Linked DNA regions of Mus musculus: all the other regions are linked to region 5. Evidence: chromatin contacts called from public ChIA-PET and HiChIP or PLAC-seq data. All regions are on one chromosome and are shown on one strand. Each heading gives the region's core, a stretch centred on a gene start, on an enhancer-like site or on the middle of the called end of the contact. The rest is flanking DNA. Distances are from core to core; before and after follow the strand shown.

Region 1 (2,700 bases), core at 124-2,623, 280 kb after region 5:
ATATCTTGTCTCTGCTTCTCCCTGTTACATGTCTGATTAATGAGTCTGTTAAAGGCAGGTGGCCAAGCCTGGCTTTTGAGGAGATGTCTGGCCCACGCTTTGAATCTAACAACAGAATGTCGCTCTCCTTATCCAGACTCATGTGTCTTCAAAAGGAGGCAAGCAGTGGATCCTTGTCAGAGCAGTGTGTACTGGCTTCAGCTTCAGGGCAGAGATCGCTCGGTCCAGGAACCAACACTGACCCACAACATACGCTATAACCCAGCCAAGGGTGGCAACTTTCTTGGAGATGGCCACATGGCTGTGGCCCTCACATAGTCCTTCCCCTGGGCACCCTGACTTTCTTGATTTTATTTCCCAGAACCTTGAGGGGATTGGGAAAGGAGGAGGCTCCAGAGCAGTTTTGAGGGACACATTCAGTAGCCACAGGCAACAGGTGGGGGTGGGGTGGAGCAGCAAGAGCAGGAGTGGGCACGGGCCAAGGCCCGGGCTGTCAGTCACCACAGGAAACAGCCTCCTGAGCTTACAGTGGGCCCTGTGAAGACTGAAACAGGCCTCCTCTCCTCTCCTCATTCCCTGTACCACAGCCTGGGCAAAGAGACCATACATTCCCATCTTCCAAAGCTAGTAAGAAAGGCCTTTCTGCCAGCCCAGTACAGTGGAGTCCATTTGGATTCTATTTTAATTTCTTTCTTTCTTTCTTTCTTTCTTTCTTTCTTTCTTTCTTTCTTTCTTTCTTTCTTTCTTTCTTTCTTTCTTTCTTTCTTTTTTGAGCCAGGGTCTGGCTAAGAATCTCTGGCTAGCCTGGAACTTGGCTATATATACCAGACTGATAATTTCAGACTCACAGAGATATACCTGCCTCTGCCTCCAAAGTGCTGGGATTAAAGGTGTGCACCACGGTACCTAGTGATTTTAATGAAATCACTATTTCTAGAAGTTGTGAGTCCTGCTATATTCTCACAAGCTGATTCACACACACACACACACACACACACACACACGAGTCTCATGTATCCCACCCTAAGAAGCAAGCCAAGGATGACCTGAGTACTCTAATCCTCCAGCCTCTGCTTTCTGAGTATACTGGGGTTACTGGTGCACATGTTCACACCCCACTCATGCACTGCTGGGATGGAATCCAGGGGCTCTCCATAGGCAGGCAATCTATTAACTGAGTCACACCTCCAGCCACTCACAAGATGACTCTATGTGGAGTTATGAGGAGCATTCCTGTCGGTATCCCTCCAGGGTTCAGGCGAGCTGGAGGGTCCCCACTGGTGAAGGCTGAGCAGGTGGGAAAGCCCACCATAAGATCACCTCCACCTGTACTGTGTGACAGTACTTCCCATTCTGGCCAGCAGAGGGCGGTGCCGCACCATGAAGACGTTCCCTCTCTGAGGCCACCAATTTCAAGGATTGTTAATGGAATAAGGTGTGCTGTCTGGCAGCTCTCCCCTGCTTCCAGTAGAACAATCAGATTCTTGGGTCACCAATGTGTGAACACCAGGTTCTAAGCACCTCCGGACTCCACCATAACAGGTTCACAGCACTGGGACCTTCTGGGAGCCTGGGAAGTCTTGTGGGTCTGAAGCCACTATGTGTTCACAAGGCATCACCAAATCTGTTAGGCATCAGGGGTGTCCTAGAGGGCACTCTAGGCTCAGAACAGCCTTTTTCTGGATATGGGTTGTTCTCCAGAATGTCAAAGCTACAGAATGGTTAGGGCAGAAGTGGGGGCCACCAAGCTACAAATTCTGTAGGTGCCAAATCAGGGCACACCAGCCTCCCCAACACTGATTCCTCCCTTTTCAGTGCTTAGAAAGAACTCTGGGTCAGCCATTCCCTCAAGCTCAGCCACACGGCCTTAGGTGGTACCCCAACTGTGGCTCCCACAGAAAAATCCTGTGGCTCCCCAGGGGTATTTAGGACTCAAACACCCCATGCATGCCTTTCAGTCCTGAGGAATTCAATTATATGGGAAAACTTAGGTACAAAGAGTGGAAGCGATTTGCCCAAGACCTCAACGAACCACAATGCCAGAAGTTACAGCCAATAACTGGATTCCAACAGGCCTCTTGGCTGTGAGTTTCTGGGGTTCGAATCACCGGGGAAAGCAGAGGCAACTCCTGCCGTCTAGAAGTCTGGGAGAGCCGCTGTGTGGTCACAGGCTGGGTATAGATCATGAGTGTAGTGCTGCCCTGGGCAGGAGCCCCTCTAATTCCAGCATGAGTGACTTACCAAAAAGACACTGAGATGCCCTGGGAGGTGTCAGCCCTTGCCTGTGACTAAACACAGCCTCTTGGCAGGTCCTCACTGTGGGGGACAATTAAGAGGGGAGAGAAAGAAAGGAGGGGCTATCAGAAGAGCCATCCACATCACTGACTGGACCGATTCCTGGGGCACAGGGTGAGTGATGCCCCCTGTGTCTCCCTGTCACTGTGCAAGCTGGCTTGGGTCCCTCTTCTGTTCTCCGGACTGGCATCCAGAGGGAGTATTGTGACCAGCCACCCAGACTTTCCATCAGAGGAAACCCATTTCTGTACATGACAGACACTGCTTTGTGTAAGAGACTGGGCCAGGGATGCAGGGATCCAGATGAGAAGCTAGAATGATGAGGATATAACCTCATCCTGGACCAGAGGGGTCAAGGTCAACAGGATGGGAGGGGAGGCCCAGGGAGGTGAGAGCCTTGGAGAG
Region 2 (2,700 bases), core at 98-2,597, 310 kb after region 5:
GTACCAGGAAGACAGGAATCCCTGCTTCTCTCTCTTTTCATCCCAGCTGCTAGTCCTGCCCCAGGATCCCACAGCCCAGGACAGGCCACCTGGTGACTGTTCCCAGAAGGTGCCCAGATTCTGAGCAGACATGTCCCAGAAGCCTTTGGCGACAGTGGCGGCAGCCGGTTCTTTAAAAAGGCCTCACGTCATGCCTCAGTCAGCTGTGGGGGCCCAGGCACTGGGGTGTTTACGGCTACCACTGTTCTCCCAAAAGCTCCTCTGTGCCGCCCCTCTGATGAGCCAATGGATGTGTCTCTGTCTCTTCCCTCCTCTGTCTTCTGCAGGTCTCACCCCAGCCCCTGCAGACACAGTGCTTGCTTCTTCTGGAAGCTGGGGTCAGTCAGGGTAACAGTGGGATGACTTTGCAGCTCAATGCTACTATTTGGTTAGAACTCCAACCATGACAAGTTACCAGGCCACACTTTTGAAGATGACCTCAGCAATTACAGGTCAGGACCTGGCCACACTGATCCAGACACACATCCAGACACACGCACACGTACACAAGGACAAACATCAGAGTATCTTCCTCACTTACCTCTGGACAATATTTCCTTTCTTTTTGAGACAGGGTTTCTCCCTGAACCTTGTCATTTCATTGTCACATGCTGCCACACTCAGTTTTTTATGAGTCTACTGGGGTGGGAACGCTGGTCCTCACCTTTTCATAGCAAGCCCTTTACCCATTGAACCATCTCCTTAGCTACTGTCCTCCCATTAGACTCCCTGACCCTCTTGCTTGCCTGTCTCTTCCAGCCCAGAGGAAAACAGTCCACTATTCCCCGGATTAACAGCTTTGAGCTTTAAAAAAAAAGTTGTCAATATCCTAAGAACTAATTAGGTGGCCTTCAGGTACTCCAAAGAAGTAAGAAATGACACCTGGTGTCAGAAGAGGAAGAAACAACACTGAAAGCAAACAAGGGGGTGGCGGGGGGGGGGGGGTGGATAAAAACCAGAGATAAAAAGTCAAGAGCAAACAGCGGCGCCTGAGAAACACGAACTGCAGCCGCCAAGTTTTACGGCATCCAGCCCTGTTATTCATAAGCGAGTTTCCTCTCTCACAAAGAACCTTTTGCACGGTTTTCGCTGTTGCCTCCAAACCAGCTGCTCGCGCTGTTGTATCCTGAGTGATGATGAGGTTCTGAAAGGGCTTTCTGGGAACAGATGGCCAGGGGAGAGCTGGGGAATGTGCCAGCGGAGGGCTGGGCGAGCTGCCAAGGCCTGCGGTGACTGAGTTCTTGGGCTTCCAGCTCGCGTGCTTTCCCTGCCCTCTGCCCTCCGTGGCGCCAGCAGGCCTTCCCAGCGAGCGCTCGGAACATCTGGAGTCTGGGGTTGCCAGGAGGGGGGGCGGGCGGCCTGGGGGGGGGGACCCGCTGTTCCTGCGGAGCTCCCATAGACTTGCAGGCAGGCAGGCCTCTCCCAGCAGCTAATCAAAACCACAGCACCGAATGGGAACCAGGCGGCGCTCCCAGCTGCAGCCGGAGGCCGCCAGGCGACTTAACCCGGTGTCAGGCCTCACTGGCGGCGCAGCCCTGGGGGTACTCGAAGCTGATGACACCCCCTCCCCCGCCCCGAATCCAGGCCCACCCCACTCCTTGCCACCACCAGCGGGCTATTGGCTCCCTGCAGCTAAATGGAACCTCCACGTGCTGCAGATGCCTATTTACATAAGGGTTCCAAGTGGGTATAGCACAGGACATAGCCATAGCGTGCTGGCTGGGGGGTGGGGGTGGGGGGGCACTCCTGGGCAATCTTCAGGGGAAAAGAGGTTGTGGGTTTTCAACCAAAGAAAGGGAAACCTAGTTCCTAGCCCTAAGGCACATGGCTTTCTCTTGGCCTCAGTTTCCCTTCTGTGCAATGGGGGCCAGGGGGCACTGCTTCCGACTCCAGGAGTATTACTGACAAGGAGTAGAGATGGTAGATACAGTGCTTGGTGCACAGTATACCTCACCATATGGATGGTGTCTGTTGATGGCGGTCTGTTTATTGGCATTCTTTTGAGCCAAATGTTGCCTAGATTTCTTGATATAGATCCACGTCTTTTGAAATCGGGGATTTATGGACTGGCTGCTTGCTGGCCTCACTTTAAAGGGCAGGATCAGCGCTTCAGATTCAAGTGCTAGAGATTCGAGAATCCCTAACCTGAAAGATCCCCATCTGTCCACCCTGGGTACCTTCCCTGTCTTGAGATGTTCCTTCCCAGGACTAAATATGAACTTGTCATTTTGTGGCTGTACATTCAGAGATTCCCTTTCTGAGAAAAGGGCAACCCCTTCTGACACAGGGTTTTGTTTAATCTCCTCAGCAAGGCAGAAAGGAAGGTATGATGTTCCTGCTTTATGGGGGGAGAGTCCTGGGGACCAAAGAGGTTAAGTAACAAATCCAGGGTCACCAAGAAGAAGTACGAATGCCAGGATTTAACACCTTGTCCCGTCCCAACATCCTGTTTTGTTTACTTCACAATTAAGCATGCCAGAGAAGGCAACACCCATGAGAGGTGTAGAGCTCTCGGGGGGGGGGGGGTGTTTCACCCCAACTCTACACAGCCACCCTTCTGAACCATCCACATCCTAAGCACAGTGAGTTCTTGCAACAGAGATGGGTCTCATGTCTGAGCATGCAGGGCAGTTGCTTTTTTTTTCTCGCTCAAGGCTCTGA
Region 3 (2,700 bases), core at 54-2,553, 450 kb after region 5:
GGGCAGAATGCAGTTGGAATGGAAGAGATGATGGCAGGGCATCTCAATCACAGTCTCCTCCGCCTCAAATTCCAAAAGGCACACGGGGCACTTGAGATCTTGAAGAGGAAGTGTCGATCAGGAGAGCAGTTAAGGCCCAACCCAACCTCCCACTCAGACACAGGCTTGGCCTAGAACACTAACAGGCCAGATTGTTGGTGGCTAGGGGGAGTCGGCAGGCAGGCAGGTCTGGCTTATCTGCCCTAAACAGAAAAAAAAAACAAAAAAGGCCTTGTGTCCTCACCAGCCTTGGCGCTACTGATGACTGTTCTAGGGAGGCTCTCCACCACAGCCTTGGCAGCTGGTGGGGGAAGGTGGTGTTCCCAATCTACCAATCCCAGGTCCTCAAAGTCCATCCTATTAAAGAGTGATCTGAGGGAGAAAGTATAAATCAGAACTAAGGAAATCATCTAGTTCCGGCCCCCATAATCCACTGGGAAATACCTGTCCTGGCTAAAATAGTAATAATAACGAATAGTGCACAAGAGCTCCTCAGTAGGGTGGGAGCCAGAGGTGGTGGCCCATGCATTTAGTCACAACACTTGGGAGGCTGTGAGTTCGAGGCCAGTCAGGGATACATAGTGAGATTGTCTCTAAGCAAAACACACACACACGAAACAAACCCACCAGCACAGCTCTCAATCAACCCCGGCTCGCTTTTCCCTTTTTCTTTCTACCTCCCAAGTAGTTGGATTAAAGGTGTGCACTATCACTCCAGGCAACTTTCCCATTTTACTAGAAATAGCAGTCTCAAAGAAGTCGTTCAGGAATAAGCCAAAGTTGATTCCAGGACAGCAGTGAGTTTCTCTCCTTGCTTATTACTAGCAAAACACTACCCAGTTTACACACTTGGGCACAGGCCGTGTCCGCCCCCATGACAATCTTGTCCCGTGCCTCCCTTTGCTACACCCACCCTTTCTATCTTCGTCTTTCCCACGATCCCCTGGCGGGCCCTACTCATTAATAGCCCAAATTAACGACTCCGACTCGACTAATCGCGTCGCCCTGACTAACATTATTTACCCCACCTCCCAGGTTAACCCGCCCTCTCCGCCAAACCCCAACCCAGAAACCTGCCGCCCGGGGCCCAGCTCCAAGCCCCGCGCACTCTTCTCGCGAGTTCCAGCAACATATTGTTGCGGGCCTCACGCTCAGGGTTCAACGGCTCGCAGTCGTGCTCATCAAAATAAGACGCCATGGCTCCTGGGCTGCCGGGCTTGTCTGACACAGCTTTAGGTTGCCGCTGGAGAGCCGAATCCAGCGCTGGCCAATAAGCGATCGAATTTCAAGAGGAGAGCCAATCAGAGTGCTCCTGGGGTGGGCATAGTGACTCGCACACAGAGGCGGAAGTACCGATGCAGCCGCCTCTCGTTGGTTGGATAAGTCAGGTGACCAAAGACTAAAGCCAATGGGGTTGGAGAAAGAGGAAATTCCGGGGACTTTTCGGAGCCAGGATCTGAGGGCTCTCGCCGGTTTCTAGAAGTGCCAGTCCAAGCCGGAAGTATCTCTACTGTGTCTCCTTGGCTGAGTTTACCTGCATGTTCCACCTACTCCCTGAAAGGAAAATTCCCACGCATTGATTATGTTTTATGCATAAAAATGGGTGAAGGGCCTGGAGAGATGGCTCAGCGCACCCAAGTTTTAGTCCCAGCACCCACTGGATGGCGCACAACACTATTTCCAGAGGGTCTGATGCTCTGCGGGCACCAGGCAAATAAGTGACAGACAGACAGACATGCAGCAAGACACCCACTCGTATTATAAATAAATAAAGCAATCGATGGTGCATGTCTTTAAGTCTGGCACTCAGGAGGCAGAGCCAGGTGTTTTTCTGTGAGTGGGAGGCCAGCCAAGGCTAAAAAGTTGAGACCTTGTCTCAATCAATAAAAATAAAAATTAAAACAAATAAATATAAACAATAAAAGAAGGAAAATAGACAAAACCATGCATGATTAGGAGTTCAACTTGGGCAGTTTACTGTAATTCCAGCTCCAGGTAATGCCTCTTTGCTCCTCCTCCCCGGTACCTACATTCACCTGACAAAGCACACATAGTTATAAAATAAATTTTTTTGAAATTTTTGAAAAGGGGGGGAGTGACCGCCAGAGGATTGCAAACTTAAGACCAGCGTGGGCTACATAGTAAAATCCTGTCTTTAAAAAAATTCAAAGGAGAGGCATATTCAGGAAAAGAGCATTCCATAAATACCTGATTGTAATTGTCTAGTACTGTAGTGCGGCACCTCAGAGGGGCCTTAGAGTTCATGCTGAGCATCTGCTCTACCACTGACCTGGGTCTCAGAAGTAGCTTGCCCAAAGTGAGTGCTGCTGACCCACCTAGCAGGGCAAAGTGCTATCCCCCCATCTTTCTCAGAAGAGGAAGATGATAATAAACCCAAGGAAGGTAACAAGTGCTTAGAGCTCTCAAGGTGGCATACACCCATCGTCTCAGAATTTAAGAGGCCACTGGGCTTTTAGGGAAACACTGCCTCTAACAAACAAACAAACAAACAAACAGTATTGTCTTAAGCCCTGTATGTTTGTTATCTTTTTGTCAACTTGACATAAGCTAAGATCATCTGGGAAGAAGGACCCTCAAACCCTGAGAAAATGCCTCCATTCCATTGGCCTGTAGACTAGTCATTTTCTTGATTAATGACTG
Region 4 (2,700 bases), core at 44-2,543, 420 kb before region 5:
CCCTGGTTTAGGGTTGTTCATGCTTTTCCTTGCTGGCTAACATTTCACCTGGAATTCCTACTTGTTTTCCTGATCAAGAAGACTCACACACACGCACACATGCACACACACGCGCGTACACACACACACACACACACACACACACACACAGAAACAGAGAGAGAGAGACAGAGTGGGGGAGAAAGACAGAGAGAGGGAGAAAGACAGAGAGAGAGAGAGAGAGAGAGAGAGAGAGAGAGAGAGAGAGAGAACATGACCCTGCTAGAGTTAAATAAACACGGAACCAGGTACCATACGCTTGCCTGTCAAACTCATTTTATATGAGTTCTTCTGGCTGGCTAAAACACACAGACCTTTGCACCTGGACCTAACCACACCTAACAACTTTTGTCCTGACAACTCAGACCTTCATTGTCTACTTTTTAACCCTCTAGGAGACTAGCCACAACTGGATCACATACTAAAATTCTTTTTGGCCATACCTCCTCCAACACACATGTGAAAATCGCATTCTAAAGCAAAGGTAGAAAAACATCTGTTTTCAGAGTTTCACCTCAAGCACCTCAAGCCAGCTGTGCCACCCCTCCCCCCCACCCCACCCCGAACAAAAAACTAAACAAAAGAAAAACCCAAAAGCATCCGCGGTTGACAGGGACTGGACTTAAAACACAGATTCTGATTTTTACAGATCTTGATGATTTGGGTGGGTGTGGTGGTGCACGGTTTTTTTTTTTTTTTTTTTTTTTTTTTTGGGTTTTCGAGACAGGGTTTCTCTGTGTAGCCCTGGCTGTCCTGGAACTCACTCTGTAGACCAAGCTGGCCTCGAACTCAGAAATCCGCCTGCCTCTGCCTCCCGAGTGCTGGGATTAAAGGCGTGCGCCACCACGCCCGGCGGTGCACGGTTTTAATCCCAGCACTTCCATGCCTGGCAGGCAATCTCTGAATTCTGAGGCCCGCTTGGTGTTCAGAGCGGTTCCAGGCGGGCCAGGACTATTTAATAAGGCAGTGTCTCAAAACAAAACAAAAACCACAAACAAAAACGAACATCTTTTAGCAGCCTTTATTTTTCACGCTCAGCACAAAGGTGCACAGTGTCGCAGGGTCCAATGTCCAATCCTGGGACTGAAATCAGTGACTAAACATCAGCGCATCAGAGGGCTGGGACCGCGAGAGCACAGTAACTCGGAAGGTTTACCCAGCCCAGCCTCCCGCAGCCCCTCTCTCCCCTTGCACCCCGCGGCTTCTAACCCCGCCCCTGCCGAGACCCCGCCCCGATGCCGACGTCAGTTGTTATGTCTTGACTGGGGCCGCGGCTACAGCGGGTCCAGTGCTCTGGGGGCGACGGCCGCGGCCTGCAGAGGCGGCAGGGACGGTGGCCGCGGTTGGCGCGGCGCGTCCGCACGGGGCTGGGCACCGCGCGGCTACGCAGCTGACAGGAAGCCGCCCGGGAGAGCCGCGTTGGGGCCTAGCGTTATTTGCTTTTTCCTCTTTTTTTCCTCCCTTCACGACTGTCGTCTCGCGCTCCTCCTCAGCGGGAGCCGCCGCGACGCCCCCTCGCGGGCCGCGGGGCCTGATAGGCGCCGCCCGCGGGAACCTGGAGCTGCCGCCAGGCCTGGGCGGCCGCCGGGGCCTGAAGCCTGGGCGTTCGGCGCGGCGCTGCGGCGGTCACTCCAACCCGCGCTGGGCGCGCCGGGCCCCGGGCCTGGCCCAGCCGAGTACCGCGCCCTCTGGACCACTCAGTCCGGCCCCAACCGCCCTCCGCTGGCCCGCAGTCCCTCGGAGCTGCCTCCCGGTCACCCCAGGTGGGCTCTTGCCCTCTTCCAGCCGTCCGCAGCTCGATGGGTGGGGTGCGTTTGAACGTCCCCCCTTCTCCCTTTCTCAGCTCCTGACCGCAAGGCCAGAGCCGGGGCTCTCAGTCGCACGCACGCCGCGATCCACCTGCCTCCCCGCGGGGATGGCCCGCCGGTGACCGCCGCGCGCCCTCGCTGCCCTCGCCCAGGCTGCGCTCTGTCGCCCCGCACTCGATCCCCTTCCCTTGTCCACGGCGTCCCGGCTCCTGGCGACGCCAAGAGGGCGAAGATGTGGCTGAAGCTGTTTTTCTTGCTCCTGTATTTCCTGGTCCTGTTCGTCCTGGCCAGGTTTTTTGAGGCCATTGTGTGGTACGAGACTGGCATCTTTGCTACTCAGCTGGTGGATCCGGTGGCATTGAGCTTCAAGAAGCTGAAGACCATTCTGGAGTGTCGAGGGCTGGGCTACTCCGGGCTGCCGGAGAAGAAAGATGTTCGGGAGCTGGTGGAGAAGTCAGGCAAGTGCTGGGCTCCTGGAGGTCGCCTCCACTGTCCTGGCTCTTACCCACTCCCCAGAATTAGGCGGTCCCCAGAATGGTTAAACAGACTGCTCCAGAGAGCTGCCCAGGTCATCTTTGTCTACGTTTTCTAAATAAATATGTAAATCTCGGTTTGGAAAAGACAACTGTTAGGTGTATTGGTGTGTTCCAAAGGCTCTTTGGAAATGACAGTTTGAAAGTGTAGCTTTAAAAAAAAATCATTAAATTGAATCATTTGTCCCAGAATTCAGGAACGTCAGTTGAAATTGATTATAGAGAAAGGAAAAATTACAAAACATAGTCTGTAAATAGCAGCATCTGCATCCACAATAAAAACAAGCTACCAGGAGGGTAAAACATCATTAAAATAATAA
Region 5 (2,700 bases), core at 129-2,628:
CTATTTCTTCAATCCCTTATGTAGAAAAAAAAATAAAAATAAACAATTTTCTAACAACACAAAGAAATACAATGTCTTTTCATTTTTAAAAACTTCTATTTCCATAGTTTTAAAAATACCTGTTATATCTGATCCTTCAACCTTTGGGAGGGATTCAGTTCCAGCATAAAATCTGCATTAAAAACAAAACAACAAAAATCCCACTGTTAGCACTGCTCCCTGATGGCCTCAGCTCAGCTCCTACCGCTAGCTCTGCTGACTCAGCTCCACCCGCATGCACACATTCTGAGCCACATTTATAGAGGCATTTAGATGTAGTGTAAACTTGTAACCCAGTTTTATTTATTTTTTTGTATTGGTCCAAAGACATCGTATGAGCTAATTATCCACTCTACAACTGACTTAAAACCACCTCCTATTTCCACCAGGCCACTGCATGAAGGATGTACAAAGAAATTACATAAGTATTTGCAACACCACCAGATGGAAAGAATGGGGTCAGACGTTTTAAGGCTTTCTGCTTTTACTAAAGTCTTAGCTTATTCTTAGCTGAAGGTTCTCATAACGTTCAGTCCATACTGGTAATATTAGCCTGCCCTTTATTTGTGAAAGATCTGTTACTTTGCCCTTTCTTTTTTGCAGGGTTAAAATGAATAAGGGGGGGGGGTGATAAAGAAATTTGTGTAGGGGCTTGTAGCGGCACTCACGGAAATGTAAACTTCACGAGAACAGGGCCCTAGTTTAAAGGGTAATTTTGGCTATACATAGTATTGCAACCAACCAATAAAAATTTTCCGAAAGAATTCCCGAACTCGCAGATCTAAAGATCACTAAATACGACGCTACCTCGTGTTACCCTTGAGAGGGCCGGGCCTCGACCATACAAATGCCTTTGCATCTTACCTACTTTCACGACTCTCAGGGAAATGCAAGACCAAAATGACTCTGGGTCTTCTTACCTGCAACAGACCTTCGGTTCACACACACCCGTCCCCCGAGTGGTCTGCAGCAAGACAAGCCCGCTGCGAAAGGACAGGCGGCGAGCTGCAACCGCCGCCGCCGCCATCTTTGGACTCTTCGCGGAGCACGTCGGGAACGACCTCCGCCTCCAGGGTCGAGGGGCGGGGCTGGCGTGGAACGTCTCATCTCCAAACGGGTGGTCACAAGGTCCTGTTTGGCTAGACTAGCAGCGGAACGCTCAGTACACATCGTTCACCTCGAATAAACTTACTTGAAATGCTGTTCTAAAGTCTCCTGTGTAATTTTGCTTTTAAACTGAAGGAGGGTTTTGAGACAGTTTTCTTCCACTCCTTACCCACCCCGAAAGCAAAAATGAACTCGTCCAAGCCAATTTGCCAAGCCGCGGTTCTCGCACGCAAGCGCAGTGGAAAAACACATGGTGGCTCTGCGCTACAAGACTCAAGTGGCGTTCTCTGCGGCTGACTGGAACTTCTCTCGTAGTGACGGACCTCAAAACTGACTCGGAAGATGCTGGCCTCCAAGCACACACCATGGAGGCGGCTTCAGGGCATTTCCTTCGGAATGTATTCGGCCGAAGAGCTCAAGTAAGGAGTTAGTGGGATGCGTGTAGAACAGGGTTGTGGAAGTTGGAGCTGGGAACTACGATTCCCAGAAGGCTTTGAGCCGAGCCAGTCCGGGGGCGGCGGGGTCGGGGTGGGGGGTGGGGGGCTGGCTGCCTAGTGCTTGCTTGCTGGTAATGGGAAGGAATGCGCTTGCTGCATTTTCATCTGTTCATCTTCCTCATTAATCAACTAGTTTTATGTCATTTATAATCACATTACATCACACGCTTATCAACTTCCTAATTAGTCTCCTCTGGTCCAAGCGATGATGAACTTTTAAATCTTGGATCAAGACCCTGGCTATGAAGTCCTGGGGACTCTTCTCTAATGCTTTTTGATCACGATAGCATACACGCTTCTTAGACTCCCATTAATAACTCAACATGCATTAAAAACTCCCAGCATTGCCGGGCAGTGGTGGCGCACGCCTTTAATCCCAGCACTTGGGAGGCAGAGGCAGGCGAATTTCTGAGTTCGAGGCCAGCCTGGTCTACAGAGTGAGTTCCAGGACAGCCAGGACTACACAGAGAAACCCTGTCTTGAAAAAACAAACAAAACAAAACAAACCCTCCCAGCATTCAGGAGACAGAGGCAGGAGGATCTCTGTGGGTTCGAGGCCAATCTGGTCTTACAGAGTCAGTTCCAGAGCTTCGTGGACACAGAAAACCCGTCTCGAAAAATAAAAAAACAAACAAACAAAAAGGTAGACCACACTGGTAACATCAGCACTACCCCCTCTAGGACACATCTTGCCATTGCAATCTCCATATGTAATCAGTCAGTCTTCATTTCCCTGCCCCTGCCGCATGGTAACCACCTGTCTACTTTCTATTTCAGTTATTCTGACTGTTCAGGCCCCTATTCAAGTAAAAGGAGTCAGTCAGCCCCGACTTCTTGTAACTGGCCAATGCATTTAGCATACTGTCCTCAAAATTATAGATAAATAGATCAGAACTTCCTTCCTTTTTAGGGTTAAGTAAATAGAACATGATATAGATAGATAGATAGATAGATAGATAGATAAATAGATCAGAACTTCCTTCCTTTTTAGGGTTAAGTAAATAGAACATGATATAGATAGATAGATAGATAGATAGATAGATAGATGTGTGTGTGT

Evidence for each region. ChIA-PET counts read pairs in DNA pulled down with a chosen protein or histone mark. HiChIP or PLAC-seq counts read pairs in DNA pulled down with a chosen protein or histone mark.
Region 1: a FOXA1 HiChIP or PLAC-seq map of pancreatic cancer cells shows a contact between it and region 5. The contact joins the enhancer-like site here to the promoter of Polr1a in region 5. A contact is called at or near these places in 7 of 39 promoter capture datasets (HPC-7-derived erythroid cells, the SN4741 cell line, embryonic stem cells and 4 more), 1 of 15 datasets of contacts at CTCF or cohesin (the NIH/3T3 cell line), 1 of 484 Hi-C or Micro-C datasets (bone marrow-derived macrophages), 23 of 115 datasets of contacts at active chromatin or transcription factors (the 230-238 cell line, the HPC-7 cell line, the NIH/3T3 cell line and 19 more) and 3 of 9 other capture datasets (adipose tissue, liver and pancreatic islet).
Region 2: a contact with region 5 is called in a FOXA1 HiChIP or PLAC-seq map of pancreatic cancer cells. The contact joins the enhancer-like site here to the promoter of Polr1a in region 5. A contact is called at or near these places in 1 of 15 datasets of contacts at CTCF or cohesin (the NIH/3T3 cell line), 1 of 484 Hi-C or Micro-C datasets (bone marrow-derived macrophages), 5 of 115 datasets of contacts at active chromatin or transcription factors (bone marrow-derived macrophages, embryonic limb bud, large pre-B cells and 2 more) and 2 of 9 other capture datasets (adipose tissue and macrophages).
Region 3: an HNF4G HiChIP or PLAC-seq map of pancreatic cancer cells shows a contact between it and region 5. The contact joins the promoter of Rnf181 here to the promoter of Polr1a in region 5. A contact is called at or near these places in 7 of 39 promoter capture datasets (the 3T3-L1 cell line, the C10 cell line, cranial neural crest and 4 more), 1 of 484 Hi-C or Micro-C datasets (liver), 9 of 115 datasets of contacts at active chromatin or transcription factors (T-cell acute lymphoblastic leukemia, bone marrow-derived macrophages, effector CD8 T cells and 5 more) and 3 of 9 other capture datasets (liver, macrophages and pancreatic islet).
Region 4: a contact with region 5 is called in an RNA polymerase II ChIA-PET map of memory CD8 T cells, with 24 read pairs. The contact joins the promoter of Rnf103 here to the promoter of Polr1a in region 5. A contact is called at or near these places in 6 of 39 promoter capture datasets (the C10 cell line, hematopoietic stem and progenitor cells, hippocampal neurons and 2 more), 1 of 484 Hi-C or Micro-C datasets (stem cell-derived motor neurons), 2 of 115 datasets of contacts at active chromatin or transcription factors (astrocytes and memory CD8 T cells) and 1 of 9 other capture datasets (adipose tissue).

Annotation. Positions count from the first base shown.
Region 1 is chr6:72,184,713-72,187,412 of GRCm38.p6, forward strand. No RefSeq gene overlaps it. Among named protein-coding and RNA genes, the nearest start is that of Gm38832, 24 kb to the left of the region's middle. Within about 2 kb of position 1,374, at least 22 of the 459 cell types and tissues checked have an H3K27ac peak or open chromatin away from gene starts, as enhancers often do. A contact at or near this core is called in pancreatic cancer cells, where this site is marked.
Region 2 is chr6:72,215,589-72,218,288 of GRCm38.p6, forward strand. All of the region lies in intron 2 of Atoh8 (atonal bHLH transcription factor 8), which reads right to left. Among named protein-coding and RNA genes, the nearest start is that of Gm52906, 15 kb to the right of the region's middle. RefSeq lists an enhancer at 1-2,700. Within about 2 kb of position 1,348, at least 146 of the 459 cell types and tissues checked have an H3K27ac peak or open chromatin away from gene starts, as enhancers often do. A contact at or near this core is called in embryonic limb bud and pancreatic cancer cells, where this site is marked.
Region 3 is chr6:72,361,129-72,363,828 of GRCm38.p6, forward strand. It overlaps Rnf181 (ring finger protein 181), which reads right to left and starts at 1,304. Exons shown (of 5, transcript NM_025607.4): 1 at 1,113-1,304; 2 at 284-411; 3 at 1-98. The coding sequence starts at 1,237.
Region 4 is chr6:71,492,584-71,495,283 of GRCm38.p6, forward strand. Rnf103 (ring finger protein 103) reads left to right here and starts at 1,294. Exons shown (of 4, transcript NM_009543.3): 1 at 1,294-2,305. The coding sequence starts at 2,080.
Region 5 is chr6:71,907,675-71,910,374 of GRCm38.p6, forward strand. It overlaps Polr1a (polymerase (RNA) I polypeptide A), which reads left to right and starts at 1,379. Exons shown (of 34, transcript NM_009088.3): 1 at 1,379-1,565. The coding sequence starts at 1,489. It overlaps Ptcd3 (pentatricopeptide repeat domain 3), which reads right to left and starts at 1,088. Exons shown (of 24, transcript NM_027275.3): 1 at 960-1,088; 2 at 120-172; 3 at 1-15. The coding sequence starts at 1,066.